2 separate regions of the Triticum aestivum genome follow, and region 2 is linked to region 1. The links are chromatin contacts, called in public Hi-C maps. All regions are on one chromosome and are shown on one strand. The core of a region is the stretch at or near the end of the contact, and the rest is flanking DNA. Distances in the headings are between cores, read along the strand shown.

Evidence for each region. A called contact is a pair of places that touch in the nucleus more often than the background predicts.
Region 2: a Hi-C map of leaf shows a contact between it and region 1, with 7 times the contacts expected there. The contact joins the promoter of LOC123103158 here to the promoter of LOC123103157 in region 1. A contact is called at or near these places in 2 of 5 Hi-C or Micro-C datasets (both in leaf).

The regions. Positions count from the first base shown.
Region 1 is chr5A:323,005,341-323,011,674 of IWGSC CS RefSeq v2.1, reverse strand. It overlaps LOC123103157, which reads right to left and starts at 1,310. Exons shown (of 1, transcript XM_044524655.1): 1 at 1-1,310. The coding sequence starts at 759.
Region 2 is chr5A:323,141,967-323,148,189 of IWGSC CS RefSeq v2.1, reverse strand. It overlaps LOC123103158 (BTB/POZ domain-containing protein At3g08570), which reads right to left and starts at 3,908. Exons shown (of 4, transcript XM_044524656.1): 1 at 3,584-3,908; 2 at 2,687-2,753; 3 at 1,168-2,313; 4 at 60-767. The coding sequence starts at 3,675. The coding sequence ends at 180.

The DNA of each region.
Region 1 (6,334 bases), core at 61-2,560:
GCCCCCAACCACGCCAACGGCAACCTTCCAAGCTTGCGAGCCCCCCTTGGTAGGACCTCCGGCAGCCGGTATCGGCGGGGCAATTGCGCCTGGTGGCAATGGAGCAGGAGCAACCTCACTGGAGTTCACCACTATCGAGAAGTGCCCTTGGCGATACGTAGCACACACGTTGCTTGCCTCTTGGTCCCGGAACTGCGGCACACCATCCAAGTCGAACCACACACACCGTGACCGTGGTGCTGGGCGGCCTGCCGGCGCCGCCCTGACATTGCTGAAATGTACAAGAATCGGGCTTCCTGACGCGACGATGTTCAGCTCCGGCAACCCCACTGCCGAAAGGTTGGCAGCATCATAGGCTAGCAGTCCAAGCACCGGCGAGAGGTAGGTGTAGCCGGGGGGAGGCGGGTAGTAGTGCTGCGACCAATTGCCCAGGTTGTGGTACACGAGCAGCATCCTCTCCACGCGCGGCTGCGCAATGACGCCGGTGGGCAGGCCGAACTGAAAGTACTGGGACAAACCTTTCCTCCGGAGGCTGCCGCTGCGCAGGCGGAGCGCGGACACCGAGACGCCGGTGAGGTTGCCGGGGACGGTGGCATTGTAGACGATGCCGGTGCGCGGCCGGACGAGGGCCCGGTACGCGTACTCCTGCAGCATTGCGTCCAGGGCCCTAGCCGGCGACGGCGTCGGCTGCTGCGCCGCCACCGGAGAAGAGCGCAAGAACAGCAGTTGGAGGAGGCAGACGCATAATAGGAAATCCATGGGCACCACGGCTCCGCCAGGAATCCAGGTGTGGTGAGAAAGCCAGGAGGGTGGGAGGCAAGCTCGAGAAGAAGAGTCAGGAGGATCCCCTCGTCATCCACGAACGCGGCAAAGATTGGCGCGCGTACGAAGAATTACCACCTCCACCTCTTAACTCGGGGGAACAAGGACGAGATTCGGCGCGGGAAACCTTGGGATTCTCCACAAGGACGCGCATTTACTGCGCCCACCCCGCACGGGCGGGACAGCTCTCTACGGGGCAACCTCGAGCGCAGCAGCAATGGAGATGGAAGCTACGACGGGACAAAGACAGGACTGTGAAAACAAGATTGGTTTTTTTTTTGCCCCCGAGAGAGTAAGAACAGGTTCTGGAGCGAATCAGTCTCGGAGGAATCAGAGCGGAGAGACCGGTGGCGACGGGATTTGAGACGATTGCGACGCGGGGGGAGGAGGAGGAGAGGGTTTGGGGATTGAGATCGAAGGAGAGCGGGGAGTGAAGTGGAGGAGCGGAGAGAATTCTTGGTGAGGGTCATAGTCGGAATTTACAATTTTTTAAAGAGGTTTAGTGGGTACTCCTATTAAAGACGCGAGGCATACAGCTGTCACGGCACCGGAAGTTACCCTTCTAGCCCTGGGAGGCTGAACTGCGTGAAGCGCACTGTCTCCGCCGGCTGGTGTGTGGGCCCCACGCGCGTGTGCCGTGCTTGTCCAGGGTGTCCTCTGCCGTAACGTTTGGATTATTCCGAGGGGCTCTGTTCGGTTTGTTGCATGTAGGAGAGGTCTCGGTTCCATTGCAATGTCACTGGCGGGTGGGGCCCACCGGCCAGTCACGACCTCCTCCTACTCCCTTCAATCCAAAATAGTTCTAGCTCAAAACTGCGACACTTATTTTAGATTGGAGGTAGTGATATTTAGATGCTATATGTCGTATGAATTTGGGAGTTCAAAATACAGGAATTTTATAAAATGTCTCTTTGGATGTTGCACAAGAAATGAGCACGGGAGTTTTGGAGGATTCAGGAGAGGGAGTAGAGTGAGATATCGTGCAAGCGCATGAGACTTAAAAAAAACAAAATTATATTTGAGTTTATGTTTAGATTCCTACCGAGAGCCTCTTTGATTTGTGGGATTGTAAAAAACAGAAGATTGAAATGTCATTCCCATTCGAATCCTACAAGATTTGAGTTTGTTTGGATGTATTATACAAAAATAAGATAATTTTTCCAAGAGATTGGTGTGGATGCTAGATTTTCTATGAAATCCACTTCAAGTGATTCCTTAAGAAAAATTCTATAGGATTCAATCCTACAAATCAAATGACCAATATACAACAAATATCTAAGGATTCTAATCCTAAAAAAACCCTATGAAATTCATTTGAATCAAACAAATCCTAAATGAAATGGTATATAATGGATCCCATAACAATTTGGTGAACCCATTTCTATGGTCCAAAACGCTTTCATAGGAAAAAATTCCTATCAATCGTATAAAATCCCTTCAATCCAAAGAGGGCCTAACTATGTCAAAGTTATTTCTAAAAAAATTCCTTCACTACAAAGAGGCCTCCTCTAAACTACCCTTTCTTCGTTTTACCAAAATTTTATACCAGAAAACCCGACTTGTATATGGTTTTTAGATTTCATACCATACCATAAACGAAAAACCATAAAATTGTGGTCGGTTCTGTTTTTCTCTGTATGGTCTTTCGATTCGATTTTGAAATGTGCAGTGTCTATATTTCCACATGTAGATTGGGGAGGTGAGAAATTTAAAATGGAGAAAAGCACACATATTTTTCTAAAAATGAACGTGTTCATGTCACCTAGAGCAACTCTAGCAGAGTTGACGTATACTCTTCATTGCCATACGAATCGCTAACATGACAACTTTGGTCTAAAATGCCACTCTAGTTTGTGTTCATGCTCGATTAGTTTGTGTTTGGTTGTACCTTCTTGTCGTACGTGTCATGGCGACGCTTCCGCATGACCGAGTGACTGTTCTGTCAAATTGCTGACGACATGCATGCTAGCGAACCTTTCTTCCAACAATAGAGAAATTTCGCCGATCTCCTATTTTTCTTTTCTTTTTAGAAGGTGACCACGGTACTTAGGATACTTTGCAGATTCATTGGATGACACTCTTCGAATGGTTGAAGATACAATCCTCAAGTGTACGAATTTGTTCGCCGAAATTGTTGTGCTGATAAACTGCAATATCTGCGAGCACCCAATGCAGATGACAGGACCAGACTTATAATGCATGAAGCAAGAGGTTATCCAAGGATGGCGGGGGTGTTGACTGTATGCACTAGAAAAGGAAAAAGCTTTATGCATCTTGGCACGACTACAAGGATCCAACCATAATTTTGGAAGTTGTTGCCTATAAAGATCTGTGGATGTGAAATTGCTACTTTGGGTTGCCTAGATCTCACAATGGCATCAATGTCTTGTAGAGGTCGCATATGTTTGCAAGTCTAGCTGCTGGTACTTCTCCACCTTGCAACTTTACGCTGAATAACCATTAGTATGACCAATGACACTTTTTAGCTGGTGGCATCTATCCATCATTGTCAACATCCGTGAAGACAATTTATAAGCATGAGAGCAAGGATAAGCCTTTCGCAAAGGCACAAGAAGCTCAGAGGAAATACATTGAGAGGGCATTTGGAGTGCCATAAACAAGTTTTGCAATTGCCCAAGGGTTGATACGTCTCCAACATATCTATAATTTTTATTATTCCATGCTATTATAGTTCCATCTTGGATGTTTTATATGCATTATTAAACTATTTTATATCATTTTTTGGGACTAACCTATTAACCTAATGCCAAGTGCCAGTTGCTGTTTTTTCCCTTCTTTTTGTGTTTTACAGAAAATTAATATCAAACAAAGTCCAAACGGAACAAATTTTTTTAAGGATTTTTCTTGGACCAGAAGACACCCAGGAACCTTCAGGAGGGGGTCAGAGGGGCCACCAGTTGGCGACAAGCTCGGAAGGCGCGCCCCCTGATGCTCCTCCAACCCTAATCTTTGCTTTATAAATACCCAAATATTCCCAGTATACCAGAGGGCACACAAAAAATACCTTTCCACCGCCGCAAGTTTCTGTCCTCGCAAGTTCCCATCTGGAGACCTGTTATGGTACTCCACCGGAGGGGGACTCGATCACGGAGGGCCTCTACATCAACCTTGCTGCCCTTCCGATGATGTGTGAGTAGTTTACCACAGACCTACGGGTTCATAGCTAGTAGCTAGGAACCTGATAGATGTTGATGATGTCTCCCCGACAAAGGCACCAGAAATTCTTCCTGGTTGCTTGTATCTGTGTTGGTATTTCCCCGAAGAGGAGAGGATGATGCAGCACAACAACGGTAAGTATTTCCCTTAGTTATTAGTTATGAAACCAAGGTTATCAATCCTGTAGGAGAACCAAGCAACACTATGTAAACGGTACCTACACACAAAGAACAAATACTTGCAACCCAAGGCGTAAGAGGGGTTGTCAATCCCTCCTCGATATTGAGATAAGTAAAATTGTGGTAGATTAGATAAATAGATCTTGCAAAACACAAAATAAATAAAGAAAGAAAAAGTGCAGCAAGGTATTTTTGGGTTTTTGGAATAATAGATCTGAAAACAATATGATAAAAGATAGACCTAGGGGCCATAGATTTCACTAGTGGCTTCTCTCCCGAAAATAGCATACGGTGGGTAAACAAATTACTTTTGGATGATTGATAGAAGAGCAAATAATTATGGCGATATCCAAGGCAATGATCATGTATATAGGCATCACGTCCAAGATTAGTAGAGTGACTCTTGCCTACATCTACTACTATTACTCCACACATCGACCGCTATCCAGCATGCATCTAGTGTATTAAGTTCATGGAGAAACGGAGTAATGCAATAAGAATGATGATGTGATGTAGACAAGACCTATTCATGTAGGAATAGACCCCATCTTTTTATCCTTAATAGCAATGATACATGCGTGCCTCACTACACCTTCTATCACTGGTTGAGGACACCGCAAGATCGAACCCATCACAAAGAACCTCTTCCCATTGCCAACCTATAAGATGCATACTCGATAGCGGTCGATGAGTGGAGTAATAGTAGTAGATACAGGCAGGAGTCGGTCTACTTGTCTTGGACGTGATGCCTATATACATGATCATACCTAGATATTCTCATAACTATGCTCAATTCTGTCAATTGCTCAATAGTAATTCGTTCACCCACCGTAAAATACTTATGCTCATGAGAGAAGCCACTAGTGAAATCTATGGGCCCCGGGTCTATCTTCATCATATTAATCTTCCATAACTTTGTTATTACCTTTGCTTTTTTTACTTTGCCTTTATTTTACTTTGCATCTTTATCACAAAAATACCAAAAATATTATCTATCATATCTATCAGATCTCACTCTTGTAAGTGACCGTGAAGGGATTGACAACCCCTATTCGTGTTGGTTGCGAGGAGTTATTTGCTTTATGTAGGTACAAGGGACTTGCGCGTAGCCTCCTACTGGATTGATACCTTGGTTCTCAAAAACTGAGGGAAATACTTACGCTACTTTGCTGCATCATCCTTTCCTCTTCAAGGAAATCCAACGCAGTGCTCAAGAGGTAGCATGTAGCTGGTTCTCTGTCCAACTGGGTAGGGGTACAATCTGCGAGAGTCTGGGTTATGTGTGGTGGATCTGGTCCTTGGGCAAGTACAACCGTGGTTCTATCTGCATCAACTGGTAGCACTATCTTTTCTGAAGACCGTGTTGTTACTCCCTTAGATACTGCCATCACCCTCTCCAATTCAAATGGCTGATAAACAAGAAAAGTATTTGAAAGTATAAACATTGTATGATAGACAGGTGCAATGGATAGTGGGGAATAAAAGAGGGCATGAAAAAAAATTCACATTTATGTTGTCTAACCAAACATGACAGCATGACACAATTTCACATATATGATGGCTAACTAAACAGGATAGCATGACACAATTTCACATTATGATGGCTAACTAAAAAAGATGGAAAGACATAGTTCAAAATATGATGACTATGTAAACAGGAAGACATGATATAACTATATAATGTGTTTATTAAATAGGTTGGCATGCCATAATTCACATACATTCACGGATAGAATGCCATAATTCAAAACATGATGACTGTAAACACTAAACAGGATGAGATGATATAACTATATGATGTCTTTATTAAATGGGTTGCCATGTCATAATTCAGATAGATGATGTGTATTGTACTATGTAAACATGATGGCATGATATAATTCAAATATATGTTTTGTATAGTAAGCAAGTAAGCAGATGGCAATCCATATATGATATAAAAACTAAGCAATGCAAGACAACATGCATGACATGGGTAATATAACCCTGCCAAGTTGGAGCATAGACCTCAGGGGGGGGGGAATAGGACTGATCATCAGTCTCTGAATCCTCCTCTGAGGAGCTCCCTGTAACCAGCAAGATGTTTGCTTCAGCAGGTAGCATTGTCTGCTTTGAATACTTTGTTTTCACTCCAGATACTTCCATCGCCGCTTCAA
Region 2 (6,223 bases), core at 2,659-5,158, 130 kb before region 1:
GACGACGCTACCAGAGGTTCTCGGATTAGCCGTATCTCTCGGTGTCACATCGGATACGAGATAAAACTGCAAAGGAAACTTGTTGCAATCCACCGGCATCATGTATACGCGAGCTACCTAGCACAGTACATACATTCTACAGTGTTTTCCCGCGCGCGGCTTGAGAGCCTCTAGCTTAGCTACGCATACGTGACCGATGGTTTCTTCCTCCTCCGGCTCTTCCCTTCGGAGCACTGCGAGCTCGCCGTCGCCCTGGAGCTCTTCTTCCTCCTCTCCCCGGCCGGGCCGAACATGGCCATCCGCCCGATCCCCCTCGATATCGACGCGAAGAAGGCGCGGCCGTGCTCCCCCGGGCGGCCGTCCCGCATCCCCTGCTTCATCATCCCCTGCTCCCGCTCCAGCTCCGTCAGCCGCACCCGCATCCGCGACACCTCCAGCTTCAGCTCCCGGTTCTCCCGCCGCAGCGACGCGTAGCTGTCGGCCGCGCCGGCGGCCCGGGGCGACACGCACGAGCTCGGCACGCCGCTCCCGCTGATCGGCATGGTGATCCGCTGGGAGAAGGAGCAGTACTCGCCGCCGCCGCCGGAGTGGCCGCCCGAGAAGGACGACTTGAGGCGGAGCTGCTCGAAGTAGAGCACGCGCACCACCATCTGCATCGGGAGCCGGTCGTTCTGCGCCGCGTGGCTCGACGCGTCCTGGGACAGCTTCTGGCAGTCGATCAGCTTGCACAGCTTCTTGCACTCGGATTCCATCAGAGATGGGTGTGCCTGACCGATCACAATTCCATCAGAACCTTATTCAAATCAAGATTGATAAATTATACTCCCTCTGTTCACTTATATAAGACGTTTTAGTAAATTCAGACAGTGTACTAAACAGTTCAAACTCAGCTGTCTCAAACGCCTTATAAAAACGAACGGAGTACTGTTCATCATCACATTTTCATCTACAGATATCATGCTGTACACTCGGATTCAATGTGAGTATTTGATTGTACATACATCATCACATTTTCATCTACAGATATCATGCTGTTTCTGATGGCAAATACATTAGTTAGATGGAGAATGTTTTTGGTCTAAACATATATAGTTGCTCCTACAAATTCAGAAGTTTGCTACATACAACTACCAAAATGTGGCACTGTGATATAGTGTAGTTTTGTACCTTTAGGTATATGTCGATGGCTCGGTAGAGTCCATCATCAACAATGCGAGCGTAATCCGGCAACAGTTCGATGAGGGTCATGAACTTCTGCAGTTTCAGATAAGGATCTGGTGCAATTTCTGCAAGATAACCGTCCATTAGCCTTCCGACCTTGAGCACCGAGCCGTGGCTCGGAGACTTGAGTCCGTCGGACTCGTATCCGCAAGGTGACAAGTCTCCCGAGTCATCTTCCTCAATCCTTTGCAAGAAGTTCACCAAAATGCGATGGACCGTGTCGACGTCAAACATGGACTCGCTCGTTTGCATGGACGGGATGAGAAGATCATCAAGTGATGCCATCTCAAGATGGAGACCGATCCTTTTCTCGACTTCAATCCTGTAGTCTAGTCCTGCATCAACCTCTATCGCCATTCTGAGCATGCCGAACAAGAATGACAGGGTAACAGCTGTGATCTTCTCGGTTGCCATCAGGTTGATGAGGGTTTCCACAACCACCCTTTGGTTGTCACCGACAAGTGGGCCGGAATCCCACACGTGACGCCTTTCGATGCCCTTGAGAGCTGTTTGAGCATAGTGCACGATTGAAGTGCCTATGCTCTCCGGTCTCACGCCACTTCTCCTCATCGCGGCGATCACTCGCTGATAATAGTCAATTCTTAGAGCAGAAAGATCCTCAACCCACCAGTCCTGGCAATGCATCCGCAACTTCCCGGACCCCGCGTCGCATTCCAAGTGAGCCAAACCTGAAACCAGCTGCTCCTTGCTTGCGTTCATCGCGATCGCATCGACACACCTATCGACAAATCCGATTTCCTCCACCATTGGATCCAAGCCTTCACACGCGCATAAAACTTGTAGAGATTTCTCAAGGTTCTTGACCACAAGGTCATTCAGGTACATCTCTGTCCGAACAATGAGGTTCTCATCTTGATAGTCTTCTGTCATTTCCAAATATTCTGCAATGCACCGGAGATGAGCTACATTCGCTGTGGTTATTTCAAAGTTACTCCCATAACAGAACTTGGCTGCGAGTTCGAATGATGTAGCTCCCCCTGGTACATTTACAAGCTCAAGCTTTGAGAGATCTGGATCCTTGGCATCGGCCACCATTCGTCGTATTCTTCCGCACCGAGAGACTAAAGGGAACTGCAAAATAAGTAGAGACACGGTATGATCAAACGTGCTCCACAGGCCTAGCTTCAGCTCATACTATAAGCATCAGAAAAAGAAAAGTACCAATCACAATTTGTTTGCTTATTACCCCCTTCTCTCCACACGCGCACAAGGATCCCGAAACATTTCTAACCATGTGGGCAAACCCATTAGTTGTTTCTCCCAGATTATGTTCTTATTTCTTTACACCTTTTAGCCATGATAACTGAAGCTAAGGTTCAAATGAAAAACACAACAGCGTTCTTTTTTCTACTCAAAAGGACAAGAGGGAAACACACACTCCAATACAGAGGTGAAGAAGAGTGATGGCCATAAAAACTTCAGAAGAGGTGAAGATGAAGGGCACCTTGTGCAGTAGAAAAGATTGACCATCCACCAATACCGTTATATCGCCAGCAACATCTGAAAATATCCTGCACAACAAGCGATGTAGGGAATTAAAACACCCAAGAACTTCATCTTAATGTGCAACATGTGAATGAAGATCAAGCCAAGCATAATTCTTTTGACACTAGTTCGCTCTACAGTTATTGGGGCATAGAATGCTTGGAACTACAATCCCCTTTTTTTTTACCTTGGAACCGAACAATGTGGTGGCACAAGTCACTTTTGTATCTAGCAAATACTACTGTAGTACATATTCCTTCAGTTCGCCAACACATATTCAGATTATGGGTTCAGATTGACCAAGTGATGAAAAACTTTTCAGACTAATAGAACAGAAAAACTAAGACTAACATAGACAGATCATGTTGAACTAATGCTGCTAGTGCATCAAGTTTGCCACACACGGATCTTTTCAGATGGATTTATTCAGAAGCTGAGGAATATAACAAAGGAAGTGTCCTAGTAGTAGCTTTTAAAGGAGAACTGAATCTATGCAAATCATAGGACGATCTAAAATAATAAATGTGCGGGCATCTTGTTATCCCCAGGACCACCTGACAATAACCCTTTGAGGGAGCTACCAAGAACATTTTCAGGGTAACATTCCACTGTTTTCTTGAGTTGGACACGGGAGCTTCAGAAGTTCAGATGCCATTTTTTTCCCTTGGCCTGAAACCCATGAAATTAGCTCCAAACGATCTAAACTGGCAAGGATCCTGAGTTTGTGACGCCCCCAAAAAGATTCCCAAGACAACCACAGGCGCATTTGCCGCTAGAACATGAACGGCGGCAAAGCCCACCCGGGAGAAGGGGTGAAAAGAAACCGACGAGGAAGAGGTGGGAGGCGAGGACTCACCTCCTGCTCATGGGGTTGCAGAAGCGCGGCGAGTTGGCGGCGGAGAGCTTGGCGGAGAAGGGGAACCCGGCGCTGTCGCTGGCCAACCCCATTGCCCGACCTCCTCTTCTCCTTGCCAAAATGGATGGATGGTACCTACCTACCTACCTACCTACTCTGCCTCTCGTGGAGAAGAACAGGAAGAAAAAATGAAAGCTCGAAATGATGAGCAATGGAGGAGACGTCCCACAGCTCACACACGGAGAGCGAGGAGGGGGGGGAGGAGGAGGAAAGGACGAGAGGAAGGAATAACGGCTGGTCGTCGGCGTGAGGGAGAGATATTCAATGACAAACATTCGTTCCGGTTTCTTGGTTTGATTGCTCCCTCCCTTTTCGTTTTCCGCGTTGCCCTTTCGTGCTATTTACTCACACGCCCTTCTTCTCTTTTTCTCTTGTGTAGTACAAAGAAACACAAGTGCCTTTTCTTACGAGTAAAAGGGGTGGCCACAAAAAAGAAGAAGAAAAAAAAGATTAGTCTGAAATTCAGAGTACCTATTACTCCCTCCATCCTAAAATAAATGTCTTTGATTTCGAAGAAGGATGCTATAGTCCAAATACTGTTTTGTATGAGGGTGCAATTCAACAAAGATGTGGCAAGAGAGAAATGTGGAAGAGCAAGGAAGGAGCTGCTAGATGACAGGGTATTGGTATTGTGCGCTGGTTTAGGGGATTGGCTGAGAAAGTGACACTGATGAGAGATGAATAGTTGGGTGACCAGGGGACAAAGGCTGGTCTACTGTCAGCCTATGGGTAGGTGCCCAAGAGAGGCTTGATCCTGTGCGGCCATGCTTATGGGTCTAGCCATGTTGCCATGTTTGGGTATTCCTTGAAATAGATTGCTCTGGTTCCTTTTATTTCGGTCAGAAAATTTAATCTCTGGATTATCCTAATAAATGAAAATGCCTTGCATCGTCAATAATACTGTACTCCCTTAGTGATCTTTTTTTTTGAAATGGGGGGATTCCCCGGTCTCTGCATCAGAAAGATGCATACGGCCATCTTATTAGCCAAATAAAGTAGTGACAACATGGTTCTAAAGGTCTCCAAAAGTAATAAAAAAGCACAGAAAACTCACACAGAGTCAATAAGGGCTAGAAACACCAACTAGCCAAGAAAAGACGTCACAACCGGCTGGCTAATACTAGATAGGGAAACTAATTGCCTATTCTATTACATGACCGTCATCCAAACCGGTTGAAGATAACCCGAGCTATCATCTCCCAGCGGAAAGACCCAGTAACCAAATGCTCCCTGACCTCCGTCTGGGTGAGTAACGACCACGAACGGATCAGAGCCATAGTTCGGAATATGACCTGCAAAAAATGTATACATGATATTCGGTTAAAAACCAAATCATTTCTGCAAGTCCAGATAGTCCACAGCAAAGCACAAACTCCAACCCGAATATGTCTCGCTAAGTCAGGCTCAATCCCATTAAGCCATGTCCCAAATAACGCATTAACAGAATTCATGGATTGATATTAAAAGCAATGTGGACCGTCTGCCAAAGTACCTTGGCCAACGGGCAATCAAAAAAGAGGTGTTTGATAGTCTCATCCCGATCGCAGAAACTACACCTAGTAGGTCCTGTCCAATTACGCTTTATCAAGTTGTCCTTAGTTAAAATAACTTGTTTATGGACAAACCACATAAACACTTTTATTTTCAAAGGAACTTTGACATCCCAAACATGCTTGGACGTAGGAATGGAGTTCGAATTAATAACATCAATATACATTGATTTAACCGTGAATACTCCAGACTTAGTCAATTTCCAGCGTAATTCATCGGGTTGTTGTGAAAGCTGGACCTCCATCAGTCTCCTAACTAGACGGAGCCATTCTTCCCAACGATTGCCCGCTAGCGTTCGTCGGAACTGAATATTAAGGGGGTAGATTGAAGGACCGATGCGACGAATACCTTACGTCGTTGAACAATGCGGTATAAAGACGGATATTGGATGGCCAAAGGTGTCTCGCCGAGCCAAGTATCCTCCTAGAAATGTGTACTCGTGCCGTTTCCAATGACAAACTTCGTCCTATTAAACAAGGACTGTTTGACTTTCATCGGGCCTTTCCAGAAAGGTGAATCGGTCGGCCTGACTGTAACCTGGGACAAAGTTTTTGTCTGGAGGTACTTGCTGCGAAGGATTTGAGCCCACATAGCATCATTCTCCGATGAGAGCTTCCACAGCCACTTGCTAAGAAGGCATTTATTCTTAACTTCTAGATTCTCAATACCTAAACCCCCTTGGTCTTTCGGTCTACAGATGATATCCCATTTGGCAAGCCGATATTTTCTTTTAAGCTCATCAGCCTGCCAAAAGAAACGCGATCGATAGAAGTCCAGTCTCTTCCTAACACCAACTGGGACCTCAAAGAACGATAGGAAAAACATTGGCATACTCGTGAGCACCGAATTAATCAGGATTAATCGGCCTCCGTATGACATGAGCTTACCCTTCCAGCAACTCATTTTCTTCTCAAATCGGTCCTCGATGCACTTACACTCTCTGTTTGTCAGCCTACGATGGTGGATTGGAATCCCCAGGTAAGAGAAGGGTAACTCTCCCAACTCACACCCAAACAATTGCCTATAAGC